Regions from separate parts of the Capra hircus genome. Here region 2 is linked to region 1. The links are chromatin contacts, called in public Hi-C maps. All regions are on one chromosome and are shown on one strand. Each heading gives the region's core, a stretch centred on a gene start, on an enhancer-like site or on the middle of the called end of the contact. The rest is flanking DNA. Distances are from core to core; before and after follow the strand shown.

The links. Hi-C and Micro-C count contacts between places; a contact is called where the count stands out from the background.
Region 2: a Hi-C map of blood shows a contact between it and region 1, with 2.7 times the contacts expected there. The contact joins the enhancer-like site here to the promoter of RPS3 in region 1. A contact is called at or near these places in 4 of 5 Hi-C or Micro-C datasets (blood and liver).

The regions. Positions count from the first base shown.
Region 1 is chr15:28,418,656-28,425,845 of ARS1.2, reverse strand. It overlaps RPS3 (40S ribosomal protein S3), which reads left to right and starts at 4,062. Exons shown (of 7, transcript XM_005689986.2): 1 at 4,062-4,147; 2 at 4,979-5,109; 3 at 5,381-5,474; 4 at 6,350-6,444. The coding sequence starts at 4,118.
Region 2 is chr15:28,518,517-28,525,706 of ARS1.2, reverse strand. ARRB1 (beta-arrestin-1) reads right to left here. Exons shown (of 15, transcript XM_018059340.1): 5 at 6,776-6,972; 6 at 5,421-5,480; 7 at 4,558-4,625; 8 at 1,576-1,711; 9 at 520-604; 10 at 19-91. Among named protein-coding and RNA genes, the nearest start is that of TPBGL, 31 kb to the left of the region's middle. Within about 2 kb of position 3,781, at least 3 of the 5 cell types and tissues checked have an H3K27ac peak or open chromatin away from gene starts, as enhancers often do.

The DNA of each region.
Region 1 (7,190 bases), core at 2,813-5,312:
CCAGGGGTAAGGATCCGGTGCTTCCACTGCTGTCGGCCCAGCTTCCATCCCTGATTGGGGAACTAAGATCCCACAAGCCACACAGCGAGGCCAAATAAAACAAAACAATGAAAACTATTTTGAAATTTATTCTGTAATATTGTTCTATTGATAGTCAGAGACTCAGTTCCAGGTTCAGAGTGAGTCACTGATGAATTTTATTCAAATCATTGAAAATGCGATGGAATCATCATATTTCACTTGAAGGTGTTACTATCTAAAGTACTTGATGACTGGGACGTCCCTGGTGATCCAATGGTTGGAAATCCGCCTGACAATGCAGGGGACCTGGTTTTGATCCCTGGTCTCAGAGGATTCCATGCGCCTTGGAGCAACTAAGCCTATTCATTGCAACTGCTGAAGCCTGAGCACCTAGAGCCTGGGCTCTGCAGCAAGAGAAGCCACAGCGATGAGAAGCCTGAGCACCACAGTGAAGAGTAGCTCCTGCTCGCTGCAACTAGAGAAAGGCCATGCACAGCAGCAGAGACCAGCGCAGCCCAAATAAGTAAACAAACAAAACAGCGATGACCAAATAGCGTGGATATTATCCTCAAACAGCAATCCCTTAAGAGGGGCTCTAGTAGAGACTGATGTAGCCTCTCTCTGTGAATCCAGTGTTCCCTCAGGATTCGCACAGATCCCTGGTTCTTTTATTGAACACTAGGAAAAGTTGTTGGCTTATTCAGGGGTCTTGTAGAAAAAAAAATATAAGTCACTGAACACTCAGCCCAGCTAGATGCTCATCCTCAGGGAAGAGCAGGCCCTCAGGGAAGCAAGACCTACACAGCCTGGTTAAGCAGAAGGGCTCTTCAGTTCTCCATCTCACATGCTGAGGGAACAGGGAGGCAGGCACACCCAGTTTCACTCTAAGTTCTCTCTTCCTTTTTTGCCAAGCTCCTCTAGTTGGATCCACATATGCTAAATGCTTTCTGTGAGATTCCACTGGTCTGGTCTTTAAGTAACTACACTGTTCTCCAAAACTGTGGGCTATATTCATTCAACCAGGCATGCCTTACCTTTGATTTCTAGGAATTTCAGGACAAGACTTGTGTGGCCCTCACAGACACATCGCCCTTTCTTCACAGTTCCAGGTACACTTCTGTGGCATGAACGGCCAAACTGAGTAAACCCTGTTTACATTTTGGATGTTTGGGAAGAGATTAACAACTTACTCTAACAGTCCCAACATTTTTTGGGGGGGGGGCTTCACTGTGGGGCATGCCTTGTCTTAGTTCCCTGACCAGGGATGGAACCTGCACCCCTGCAGTGGAAGCACAGAGTCTTAACCACTGGATCACCAGGGAAGTCCCAAAGTCAGATATCTTTTCTTCTTTGGGCCATGTCGAGCAGCTTGTGGGATCTTAGTTCCCTGATCAGCAACTGAACCTGGGCCCTTGGGAGAAAGCAGAGTCCTAACCACTGGACAACCAGGACATTCCCTATTTTTAATTAGAATTCAGTGTAATGTGACTACTATTATTTTTACAGTGTGATTTTGAGTGATATAATGTCTTCTTATAGTAGATAAAGAGGAAGGCATCATGATAAAGGCTTCCTTCATGGGCTTTCTCCTAGGACCAGAGGACAATACCCAGGCAGGCATCCTCTTGCGTCATTGGGAAGGGGCAGGGGATGAACTACCATGGAGACTCCAGAGGTGGTGTTTACATCAAAGAATTCTCCATGGTCTGATCCTTAACTTTGAGTCTCCACAACTTGGTTTTGTGGGTATCCCAGTAAGATGCAAGGATATTTATATGAGCCACACTACTAAGAACTGATCTAAAACCAGAATTTGTTAATTAATTTCTTTGATAATCAAACTTTGATTGACACTGGGCCTGAGCCAGGCCATATCCTAGACTCTGGGTGTAATGAACAAAATAGACTTGGTCTCTGCACTTAGGAAGTTTACGGTCTAGTGAGAGAAGCACATAAATAGGCCATTCCAACCCAGTGAGGTGAGTGTGCTAGTTACGGGAACAGCTAGAGGAGGCCCAATTCTAGAGGAAGTGACAGAGGGAGAGACATGGAGAAAAAGCCTATTCCTGATTTCCTTACCTCAGTGAGGGTTGTCACTAAGCATCTAGCCGTGATGTCATTTTCAATTCTCCCCTCAACCTCAGTCCATCACCAAGGTACATTAGATCCACAGCAAGTCTCTTTGGTTCATCCATTTCTTTCCATCTTCTCTGGTCCCTCTGTACAGAGTCCCCCCAGAACTCTGTTAAGGCCATGACTATAGGATCAGAGCATCTCAGCATCAGAGGTGTTTCAGTGCTGGCAAAAGCTCAGATGGCTTCTAGGACCAGACAACCAGTGAGCGAAGCTGTCAGGAACCGTGGCACATTGGAAAACCCTTTCCCATATAACGGGAAAGGAGAGTGCTGGTATGAGGAAATGTGGGGCCACAATTTTGCTAGATATTTCTGTATTTTTAAGAAAAATATAAAACAGTTTTATAAAGAAATTTTCTAATTTTTTAAATAGAAATAAACTTCAGATTTAAAATAAAAGTGTTCATCACAAGGAAACCTTTTCTCTTTTTTCAATTTATGTTTGTATCTATATAAGATGATGGATGTTATCTGAATCTTTTGTGGTAATCATTTAATGATATAAGTGAATCAAGCCATTATGTTGTTTGCCTTAAACTTATACATTGATGTATGTCAATTATTTCTCAATAAAACTGAAAAAAAAAAAAAAACTGTTGGGAAAGTTTAAGGCGTGAAGCGTCCTGATGCCTGAAAGTAACTTTGAAATGTATCAAAAGATGCATTGTTAGGTGGATAGAGGCAAGGATAAATATCTGATAAAGCAAATACAGAAAAAAATGTTAATTGCAGCACCTAAGGGATGCATATATGGGTGTACACTGTACAGTTCTTCCAACTTTTCTGTATGTTTGAAATTTTTTGTAATAAAATCTGTGAGGGGAGATTTTTTTAATTGAAAAAGAATTGCGAGCCATTATCGTGACTTCTGTTACAAGCTGTAAGACTTTATGAACGTGAGGTAGAGGTAATGAATTAATAATATAAAGTCCTAAAACAGCCCTTAGAATATTTAAGACATATTATATATATATTATCAGTTTGCAACAGAGGAAGTGGACATAAATTGGAAGAAATAGGTGCCTCAGTGAATTCCTTTGAGGGCTTTCAGCCCAAAAGTGCTTTTATTTTTTTATTCTTTTATTTCATTAAAGAATAAAGTGAGCAGATAAGTGTGTGTTTATACTTGGTTTTAAACTGATGAGAACTGGGCTCTAATTAAACTGATGAGAACTGGACTCTAAACTTCTCTGAATTTTTAAAGCTCTGATTGAGATATTGGCTCCTCTGTCTATGGGATCGTCCAGGCAAGAAAACTGGAGTGGGTTGCCATGCCCTCCTCCAGTGGATCTTCCTGACCTGGAGATCGACCCCTCATCCCTATGATCGACCCCTCACCACTCTCTCTCCTCCATTTGCAGGCGGGTTCTTTACCGCTAGTGCCACCTGGAAAGCCCCAGCTTTCTGGATATTGTTGTTGTTCAGCCGCTCAGTTGTGTCCAACTCTTTGCGACCCCATGGGCTGCAGCACGCCCGGTTTCCCTGTCCATCGCCATCTCCCGGAGTTTGCTCAAACTCATGTCCATTGAGTCGGTGATGCCATCCAACCGTCTCATCCTTTGTGTCCTCCCCTTCTCCTCCTGACTTTAGTCTTTCTAAAGGCAGTATCAGGGTCTTTTCCAATGAGTCAGCTCTTTGCATCAGATGGCCAAAGTATTGGAGCTTCAGCTTCAGCATCAGTTCTTCCAATGAATACTGAGGATTGATTTCCTTTAGGATTGACTGCTTTGACCTCCTTGCAGTCCAAGGAACTCTCAAGAGTCTTCCCCAACACCTCACAGTTCAAAAGCATCAACCCTTGCACCGCGCTTTTCTTTCCTTTTACCAAAGTGAAAACTACACTTCCCATGAGCGCTCACAGGCATCGACGTCGCGCAGTTCTTTGTCGTCGCACAGCGCCCTTTATACGCACTTCCGCCCGCTTGCCACTTCCTTTCCTTTCGGCGGCTCGCGTCGGCAAGATGGCCGTGCAAATTTCCAAAAAGAGGAAGGTGAGATCCCGGGGCCCGGTTGTAGGGAAGTGGCGTTTCACGGGTCAGGAGCCTCTCTGGGTGCTATTCCGAGACCTATAGCTCTTCGCTATACCCGGGGCAGCGGCCGGACTGTGTCGCTTTCCCGTGGGCTGCGGATGGCGGTGGATTGAGCGCAGGCTGCTGAGAGCGGTATGGCTGGGATGGGAGAGAAGGATTTCTGCCGGTTCCGGGCGGAGAGCAGAGATGAGCACTGAGGGCTCCTCCTGCCGTGGAGGAGCGCTTGTGAGCCTTTCTTAGTCAGTAGTTAGTAAAGTTACTAAACGTGATGTTTTGAATGCCTGAGCCTTTTCCCTCATTGAATGATAGCTTTGAGAAAGGGAGGTAGCAGTGTTTGCTTGCCGCCTTCCTAGGCGTGTTTGGGTTCAGGCTTCTAACCCCAAGGACCTCAGTTTGGAAGGTTACTGACAATTTCTTGTTCTATCTTGGGGTCAAGGAAACGTTCTGGGGAAATAGAGGGAAGGGACCTGGGGGAAACGGTTTGATAATTTAAAACCCTTCAATGAAGAGGAGATGACGAGTCTGACTGGAGGTGTTCTCTTTGTCCAGGTGACCCCTACCCTGTGCCGCGTTCTGTGGCACAGTTTTAAGGGCCTGGGTCAAAGTTAACTTCGAAAAGATGACTTAGAGGCATTTGTCTGAGAAGGGTTGCTATGTTTTCTCTGGAACAAGGCAAAATAATTAATGATGGGTCGTTGGTTGGAGGTGTTGAATTTTGATCAGGGTTGCATTGACTGGGCTAGAAACCTGAGTCCATGTCCAGATCCTCATTTTCATTTTACTTTTGGTTAGTTTGTCGCTGATGGCATCTTCAAAGCTGAACTGAACGAGTTTCTCACTCGGGAGCTGGCCGAAGATGGGTACTCTGGAGTTGAGGTCCGAGTTACACCAACCAGGACAGAGATCATTATCTTGGCCACCAGGTAAAAAATTCATTTTTCTGGCCATCACCTGTAATTGTTGTCTGCACTAAGGTGATTTCTTCTGTAAACGTAGCAGAAAAACAGTTGAGTCGTAGTGAATGAGTTTTTAAGCTGCATTAAAAAAAAAGATAATCTCTTAGTTCTTGTCATCCAAAATTTATGCTTTCTTGTGTCAGATGAATTAGATTTTTACTACCACATGTGTGCAAGGTTTAAAATTACATCTGTAATGTTATGAGAGCTGTGAATTGTCACTCTTCATTTTCCCCAGGACACAGAATGTACTTGGTGAGAAGGGCCGGCGGATCCGGGAATTGACTGCTGTGGTTCAGAAGAGATTCGGCTTCCCTGAAGGCAGTGTAGAGGTGAGTGATCCTGGCTTGTGCCAGAGGCTACTCTGGAGCTAGAAATGGCTCTTCAGGATGGTGCTGTGCTTTGTCGCTCAGTCGTGTCCAACTCTTTGTGACCCCCATGGCCCCAAGGCTTCTCTGTCCATGGGGATTCTTCCAGGCAAGAATTCTGGAGCTGGTTGCCATGCCCTCCTCCAGGGGATCTTCCCAACCATGCGATTGAACCCAGGTCTCCCACATTGCAGGCGGATTCTTTACCATCTGAGCCACCAGGGAAGCCCTCTTTAGGATGGTACTTCTGAAAACTCATATTATCACCCTGAAAGCTTACTTGTGATCAGTGAGTATTACAAATGGACTGGTATTTTGTTGAAGGTCTTTTAATAAGCAGTTGGCAGCAGTTTATACCCATCTTGGAATTAGTAATGATACATAGGAGAGGTTGGCTGCCCATTGATCTCCATGATTTGGCTGTGGAAAGAGGTGGGGGTGGGAGAAAAATGAGGAACGGTTCAGTTCAGTCTACGTCCCTGAGTGTTTGTTAGATGTGGGCATTAGAAGTGCTTTAATACTTGGGTAGTACAGTGAAGGGCTTCCCAGGTGGCTTACTGGTAAAGAATCTGCATGCCAATGCAGGAGACGTGGGTTCAGTCCCTGAGTCAGGAAGATCTCCTGGAGGAGGGCATGGTAACCTACACCAGTATTCTTGCCTGGAGAAGAGGAGGAGCCTGGTGGGCTGTAGCCAATAGGGTTGCACACTCATCCACTAAATGAGAACAAATATAGTGATACATAGAGTGGTGTCTGCTTGAATCATGAATGTGCTGATTTTTAGTTGAAAACGGTGTTGAGTGTAACAAGTTTAAGAATGTGCCTTGTTTTCTTTAAAGCTTTATGCTGAAAAGGTAGCCACAAGAGGACTGTGTGCCATTGCCCAGGCAGAGTCTCTGCGTTACAAACTCCTAGGAGGCCTTGCTGTGCGGAGGTAAGAGTCCTTATGAATTGTGTCCTTTTGTGAATCAGTATATCAGCTATTTTGTTAATTTAGTAAGTGGACTCTGACAGGCTCAGCTAGTCTCTGAGGGCTTTAACAATAAGACATTGTCAATCCATGTTGCAGCCTAGTTAGAAAGACTAGTAAAGACAAGTGTTTAAAAAAGCGAGTGGTGTTAGTAGAGCACGGTGGGAGTATGAGCGTAGGATGGGGGTGGGGAATGGTTTGGATTCATGTTGAAGTCATTCACATACATTGTGTGGTGGTAACTCTGGGGATTCAAGAGAGAAGACTCATTGCTGATGAGAGAGCTTAAAATCTAGTCAAGTATGCCCAGTAGGTATTTATAGATAGTGATGTGAGGAACAGAGGACATGAGGTGGTTAGATTGGCCCCGGAGCTGGGCTTGCTAATAAGATTTCAGCTGGCAGTTCCTTGAGTAATTTCACTACTTGGAGTAAATAAAATGCCTTGCTCGGGTGTTGGGAATTCATTAATCCTTAATGCAGAACCTTGGGAGGTTTTTCAACAGAGGAGGGATGTGAAAGCTGTGCTGTAGACAGGTTCCCATGGGAGGAATGCTGTAGGCAAGGATGTGCAGAAGACTGCATACCCGGTTTGACTGCCATCTCCACCACGTACAATGGTGATAAGTTTGGTACCTGGGCCAGCATCAGTATTGCCAGTAAGAATTGATGAGAAATAAACATTTTCCGTTTCCAACCCAGACTCACTGA
Region 2 (7,190 bases), core at 2,532-5,031, 100 kb before region 1:
GGGCTTGTGCTCACTTACTCAGCCTCTTCCATGGCCACAGGGCACTTGTACTGGGCTGTGTTGAACAGACAGATGTCTGCATACTGGCGCACTGCAGAGAAAGAGGGAAACAAGGTGGGTGAGTCCAGGGGTCCCAGGCTCTCTGAGTTGGGATGTTCAGCCCCAGCTAACAGCCAGAGGCCACCACGAGTTTCTGCAGGAGATGGACCCCATCCTCCACCCAAAGGGCAGCCTGAACAGGCCCACTTCCTTCCATAACCAAAAATCTCCCCCTCAAGGACAGCTCTGTCGAGGGAACTTAGAAGAAGGGCTTCAACAGTAAACTCATTACCTGGCCAGTAAGCAGCCTGAGTTACCAGCCTCAAAAGCCTTACCCTTCAGCGTAGAGCAGGCCTTAGTCTTCCCTTCAGGCTAGTGGTTATTTACAGGGCTGTTAGCAAAGAGAGAGCCTTCGGCTGCCCCCAACCTCTGGAAGGAGTCCCCTTGCCCGTCCCCTGGACTGGCCCTCTGCCTGGGTACCCGAGATCTTGATCTTCTTCACTGTCTTGTTGGTGTTGTTGGTGACATGGACGTTGACGCTGATGGGTTCTCCGTGGTAGTAGATCTGGGAGGTGGAAGAAGTAGCCGGGGAGAGGGGAAAGATTCCAAAGCTTTAGTTGAAGGGGAGGGAGATGAGGCCCCACACACATTTCCTGGGGTTCCCCAGGCCTTGGCCACTCTGACATTGGCCCCAAGCTCATCAGTCACTTCCCACTGATGCTAAGCCACCAGGCATGTTAGACTTAAGTTCCTCTGTGGACCTTGAAAGATAATTGAATTAGAAGGTAATAATTCTAGGCTCTGGGCTTCCCTGGTGGCTCAGATGGTAAAGAATCCATCTGCAATGCGGGAGACCTGGGTTAGGAAGATCCCCTGGAGGAGGGCATGGAAACCCACTCCAGTATTCTTGCCTGGAGAATCCCCATGGACAGAGGAGCCTGGTGGGCTACAGTCCACGGGGTCGCAAAGAGTTGGACATGACTGAGTGACTAAGCACACTACAATCCTGGGTTGGTCACCAAAAGTAATGATAACAGTAATACTAACAATAATAAAGATGAGAGTGATAAGGCCTTGGACAGGCTATCTAAGCCTCGGTTTCCCCCGCTGTCCATTGGAGGGGCTGGAGTAAGTGATACATCAAGCCCCTGGCCCTGAAACCTCACTGAAGCCTCGATTTGTATCTTGGCCCAAGCACTTGCCTTCACTGTGCCCCCAAGAGGGAGAGGGGGTGCTCACACTTCAAAGGGGGATGGGGATGCAGGGAGACGGCCAGGACCCAGGACTCTTCAGAAGGCACACTGACTTCTGAAGTCAACCGCATCCTTCAGGCTCATGCCCCTCCTCTGTCACCCCTTCAGTCCCCAGAGGCTTCCCCAAATCTCCCAAGAGGTCTCAGCTTCCCTGAGTGCTGTGGTCCTCGGGCTAGAGCCAGAAGCTCCCACCTGGGGAATCCTAGAGGGTGTGAGAGAGCTGGGATCTAAGGCTCCAGTCCTGGGAGGGCAGCCCCACCCATGCCAAGCCCCAACCTCCTACCTCCTTGTCCAGGGAGGCCTCCAGATGCAAGGGCTTGTCCGACATGAGGAACTGCCTGGTGGTCTCCGCCGTGGGCTGGGGGCCAGGCCTCTCTGGGGCATACTGAACCTTCCGGATGACCAGGCGCACAGAATTCCTAGTGGACGTGGGCAGAGCAAACGATGACCAGAGTCCCCCACCTCCATCCCCTTCCCTTGTGACCCTCACATCTTTCTCTTGCTCAGGAGATCGCCATGGTTCTCATCTCCTTGGACTCCAGTCCAAACTGCAGACATTGGCATAGCGCCCTGTTACCAGCTGGTCCCACTCCAACCTCCTCCATCCTGGGAGTCCCTAGCATCCTCTAGATCCTCACTCTCATGCTTGATGGTCCCTCTAGCACTATTTCTGAAGCTTTGCATACCTTGGGTCACAACCTATAACACTCTCTTCCGGCTTCTCCCCTCATTGGCTTCCTTCTGCAAGGCTCAGCCAAACACCTGTTCTTCCAGGAAACTTCCTGGATCCATCCACTCTGATCTTTTCCTGGTCTGAACTCCCACCACATCAGAGGCCAAGCCATCCCATGGCAGTACTGTGTGTGGATCTGTGTTTTGGTAGCCAGCAGGATGCTTCCCGGGTGGCTAGTTGGTAAAGAATCCACCTGCAATGCAGGAGACCTGGGTTTGACTCCTGGGTCAGGAAGATCCCCTGCAGAAGGATCTTGCCTGGAAGATTCCATGTATTCTTGCCTGGAAGATTCCAGTACTCTTGCCTGGAAAATTCCATGGACAGAGGAGCCTGGCGGGCTATAGTCTATGGCGTCACAAAGAATCGGACATGACTTAGCAACTAAACCACCACCAGCAGGATGCTAAGAAAGAGCACTTTCTGCATCCCTTATGTCGCTAATGGTATGAGCCCTTTAAGGGAGGGGTTCCCAACCTCTGGTATCTAATGCCTGATGATCAAAGGAGGAGCTTATGTAATAGTAATGGGAAAATAGTGCACAATAAATGCAATGTACTTGAATCATCCCCAAACCATCCCCCACCCACCCACCCACCAACCTTGGTCCATGGAAAAATTGTCTTCCTGTTCAGAAACCTGTTCAGCCAGAAACCAGTTCCTGGCTCCACAAAGGTTGGGGACTCCTGCTTTAAGGACAGAAGTTTTTGTCTAAATTGTTCATTGCTGTATTCTCAGTATCTAAGACAGTGCTGGCTACCATATAATAAATACTTACCAAATAGCTATTAAGTAAAAATATACACAGGGGACAAGGGCCCCAGGAAGATACAAGGGCATGGAGAGGTGATGGAACTCAGTGACGGGCGTGTGGATTCCATCAGGGGGAGGGAGGCCAGTACAGAGAAAAAAGACTCAGTGAGAGGAGGGACACTCAGAGACGAGGTGGGGCTCAATGAACATGATGGGCTCAGGGAGGAAACGGGGCCAGGAAGATTTGGTGAGGGGATGGGGACTCAGTCAGGTGGTGTCCCAGCATTCCCATTTCTCAAATAAGCCACCTCCATTTCCTACAGCTGGATAACCAAGGTTGAAGTCCTTGCTCTTGGACTTCCCTGGCAGTGCAGTGGTTAAGACTTTGCCTTCCAACGCAGGAGGTGTAGGTTTGATGCCTAGTTGGGGAGCTAAGATCCTACATGTTTCACGGCCAAAAAACCAAAACATAAAACACAGGCAATATTGTAACAAATTCAATAAAGTCTTTAGAGATGATCTACATAAAAAAGAAATCATTTTTTTTTAAAGCCCTAATTCTCCCCATACTAATTATATGACCTTAAGTAAATGAACCTCCGTGCCTCAGTCTCCTCATCTGTAAAATGGTGACGATAGCAGGACTGACTTCTTAGGGTTGCTGTGAGGATTAAATTAGTTTGTACATGTCCATCACATTGAACTGTGTCTGATGCCTAATAAACTGGTAAGTGTGAGTTGCTCTATCATTATTAGTAAATTCTGGTGTGGACTTAAAATGTCAAATTGGCAATAGGTTGAGAGTGCTGGCTCTCAATGTTGCCTCCCCTTCCTTGCTCTAGGTAGGCTACTTAGCACAACCTACACCCCTCTTCCTTTCTCTTGGTCGCAAGTCTTAAGAAGAAACGGGGAACAGAGAAGCAAGGGACAAAGGTCCCATCTTCCTACACGCTGTAAGTTGTCCAACTGGAGTTGGAGAGGTGCAATGCATCATATGACCACCAGGCGGCAAACTCAGCCCACTCCCTAAGAGGATGCTGCGTCCTCTGGAAGCCTGCAGCAGGACGCAGAGTTGGGGACCCTGGCCAGCCTTGCCAGGAGGCAAAGCAAAACCCGACCCCGAGAGGGACAGGTATGAGAGCAGGGTTGGGCAGCTCACCCTATAAATCAGGGCCAGCTATTTCTGGCTGCTAGCCTGGTCTGTCTGTCTGCCCAGGGCTGTGTCTCTCCAGGAAAATGCTTCCCTCTTTGAGACATGGCAGACCTCCTCTGTCTGCCCTGGGTGGGTTCACTTTCTCCACTTCCCTTCCCTGTTCAGAAGCCTCCATTGACACCCCTTACCCCACCCCCACAACCTCCTGCTGATGACCTCCCAGGAGAACTGGGAAAAGGGGGTCCAAGCTGGCCGGGAAACATCTTGCTCACTGTTTAAAACAATCTGAATTTCAGATTTTTTTCCAAAACAAAATTAAAGGACATGCAGTCTGGAGAGGAAGAGATTAGAAGCAGGGCGATAAGGGAAGTGGGTACAGTGATGCAAAGGAAAAAGTGCTGAGGCCTGAGTCAGGGTAATGGAGCCACCTCCCCCAGGAAGCCCTCCCCACCTGCCAGCCTTCCCCAGTGCCCTTGGAGTTTCCAAGGCTGGAATGCAAGGCCCCTCCTCTCCCACTTCCAGGCATTGTTACTTCTGTCTTCCTCCAACTGAACCGTGCCTGTCCTGTCTCCCTCCCTCTGCCAGCAGGCAGCCCACACCCACACGGATAGAAGCTGCACCCTCCTCACCGCTTGTGGATCTTCTCCTCCAGGTTCTCCGCACAGAAGGCTTTCACTTCGTAGTCCACACCGCAGGCCTGCAGGGGAGGGTCGCTGACCTCAGTGGAGAGGGCCGGCTCCGCTGAGCACGGCCTACCCACCCTCTCATTTAACAAGGCCGCTGGATGCGAATATCAGGTTCCCAGGCCTGATGCCCTCGTCTGAGTAGGAGCCCTGCACTCAGCCTGTGCGGAGCTGCCTCCCTCATCTGACCCTCCCACAGAGCAGCTCCCTGACCAGCTGGGCTCCAGAGTCCTGGCTGTCTGTCCTCAATAAGGCAGTTGCCCAGAAATAACAACAAGCCTTTCAACAGCCCTATATAGGACCACCCCCACCCCCAACCATATAGACCCTGCCCTGGGCACCCCTTCAGCATCTTGCCCTACCCTTTGGACCAGATGATGAGGTACATCCCACCACATCCATTTCACAGATGAGGAAACAGGCTCCGAGCTCCGAGGCCTGGAACACTCGTGGGGTCACCTATGTCCGAGCCTCTGTTTCCCCACCTGTGAGACAGTGATGACTGCACCTCCACACAGGGTTTGTGAGGCCGGACGATTTGCCAGAGAACATTTTGCAGCCAACACCGAGGCCAGCGTGAGTGACTTGGGAGAGGCCCTGGGCACATAACTGAGTGTAGGGGATGAGGGTGATGCCATATGCGCCGCCCTGTCTGAAAAGACTGCTTATCTGAGGTGGGATCAGCCTAGCTTACACACAAGGAGGCTTCTACAGGGAGAATTCCAGCACCCTCCAGACAGAGAGAGAGCTGGGGACCTGGGGACACAGTGTCCTGAACCCAGAGAGATGCTCCCTCGGGGGTGACCCACCTTCCCTGTATCTTCAGGTCCCGGCTGCAACGTCACAGAGCATGGGAGGTTCGGAGGGATCTGTTAAGAGGACAGAGACACCTGTCACGTTCACCGCCGACCTCTCCATGCCTCCCACCCCCACACACGTTCATCAGGCCTGGGCCCCTAAGGACTGACCACGTCCCTTCCATCAGACTAGGCAATTCACAGGACAGACCATGTTTACCCCACCAGAACATGCTAAGCCATGCCTCATGTTACACTAGAGGCCCCTGCAATAAGGCCAAGGATTTCAGTGCATCGCAGCCCGCCCAGAACAAGAGCTGAAAAGGTCTTTCTATGATGTGCACTGTTGTAGGTAGAATAATGGCCCCCTGAAGATGTTCACATTCTAATCTCCAAAACCTGTGATAATGTTACCTAAAAGGGCAAAAGGGTCTTACAGTGTAATTTGGTGAAGCATCCTGAGATGGGGAGATTACCCTGGATTAGCCAGGTGGGCCCACCATAATCACAGTGTTTTAGCAGCGAAAGCAGCATCACAGTGATGGGATTCGAGAAAGACTGGACCGGCCATTGCTGGCTTTGAAGATGGAAAAGGGCTGGGCCAGGGGCCAAAGAATGTGAGCAGTTTCTAGCAGCAGGAAAAGGCAAGGAAGCAGTTTCTATCCCAGAGCTCCAGAGAGAATGCAGCCCTGCTGACACTTGATTTTAGCCCATGAAAGCTGTTTTTGACTTCCGACCTTCAGAACTGTAAAATAACACATTTGTATTCTAATTGGCAGGTTTAATTACTGCTAGGTTTGCAAGGGTTCATTACAGCAGTCATCATATGTCTATAACAGAGAGGATGGCTCCTTATACTGTCTCCTTCTCTGACTTGCACAGTCAGGGGATTTCACTGAATCACAGAATCAGAGTCTGAGAAACAGGAGGTCTGAAAATCCAGAATCCTGGAGTGGAAAGGCGGCTGCACAGGGAAATCCAGTACTTGCGTTCTTGTTTGGGAGTTGGGTTGAAGCAGGGTTAGTGGGCAGCCAGTATGAAGGAGGAGACAGCCTTGCAGTGACCCGGGGGCCAGAAAGGACTCCTTCTTTCTCTGCAGCATCCCCCTCGACCCCTCCTTCTCCCACTGATGACCTGGACTTGGGAGGGTCTGGGTAGCAGTGCAGAGGTAAGGGTGACACCTCTGGCAGTGGCCAGAGAAGAGACACTTACCAGGCAGCATAAGTGCCAGTGCCCTGGCCCCAGGGTACACTGGGGAAACTGCATGGCCTGGAGCTGCTGCCCCAGCTGCCCCCGTGTGCCTGCCCAGAGGGCTTGCTAGAGGTGATGCTTCTGGAATGGGGCCCCGGGGGCTGGCAGTCCCTGACCTCAAAGGTGAAAGGGTAGGCATGCTCGCCCAGCTTCTTGATGAGGCGCTCCTGCAGCCGGGTCAGGGGCTTCTTGTCCTCGGGGGCCGGCGGGAAAGACTGCACGTTGGCCACAAACAGGTCCTTGCGAAAGGTCAGGCCCAGGACATCCAGGTCCTCCCGGCCATAGCGGAAGGCGCAGGTCAGCGTCACATAGACTGTGGGAGCAAGGCGGTGCTGAGGAGGGGCCAGGAAGGGTAGCAAACATGCCCCCCACCCAGAGTGCCAGCTGCAGCCCGGGAACTGGCTCCCCTGCCAGTCTCTCGGAGGCACACATCTGTCCCAGAGCTCCTGCGGGGAGGGCAGTGCTGCCCTTGGGACAAGGGTGTCAGGTGCCTGGCCCGGGGAGGAGGCGAGGGCTGACTGCTGGATGGGT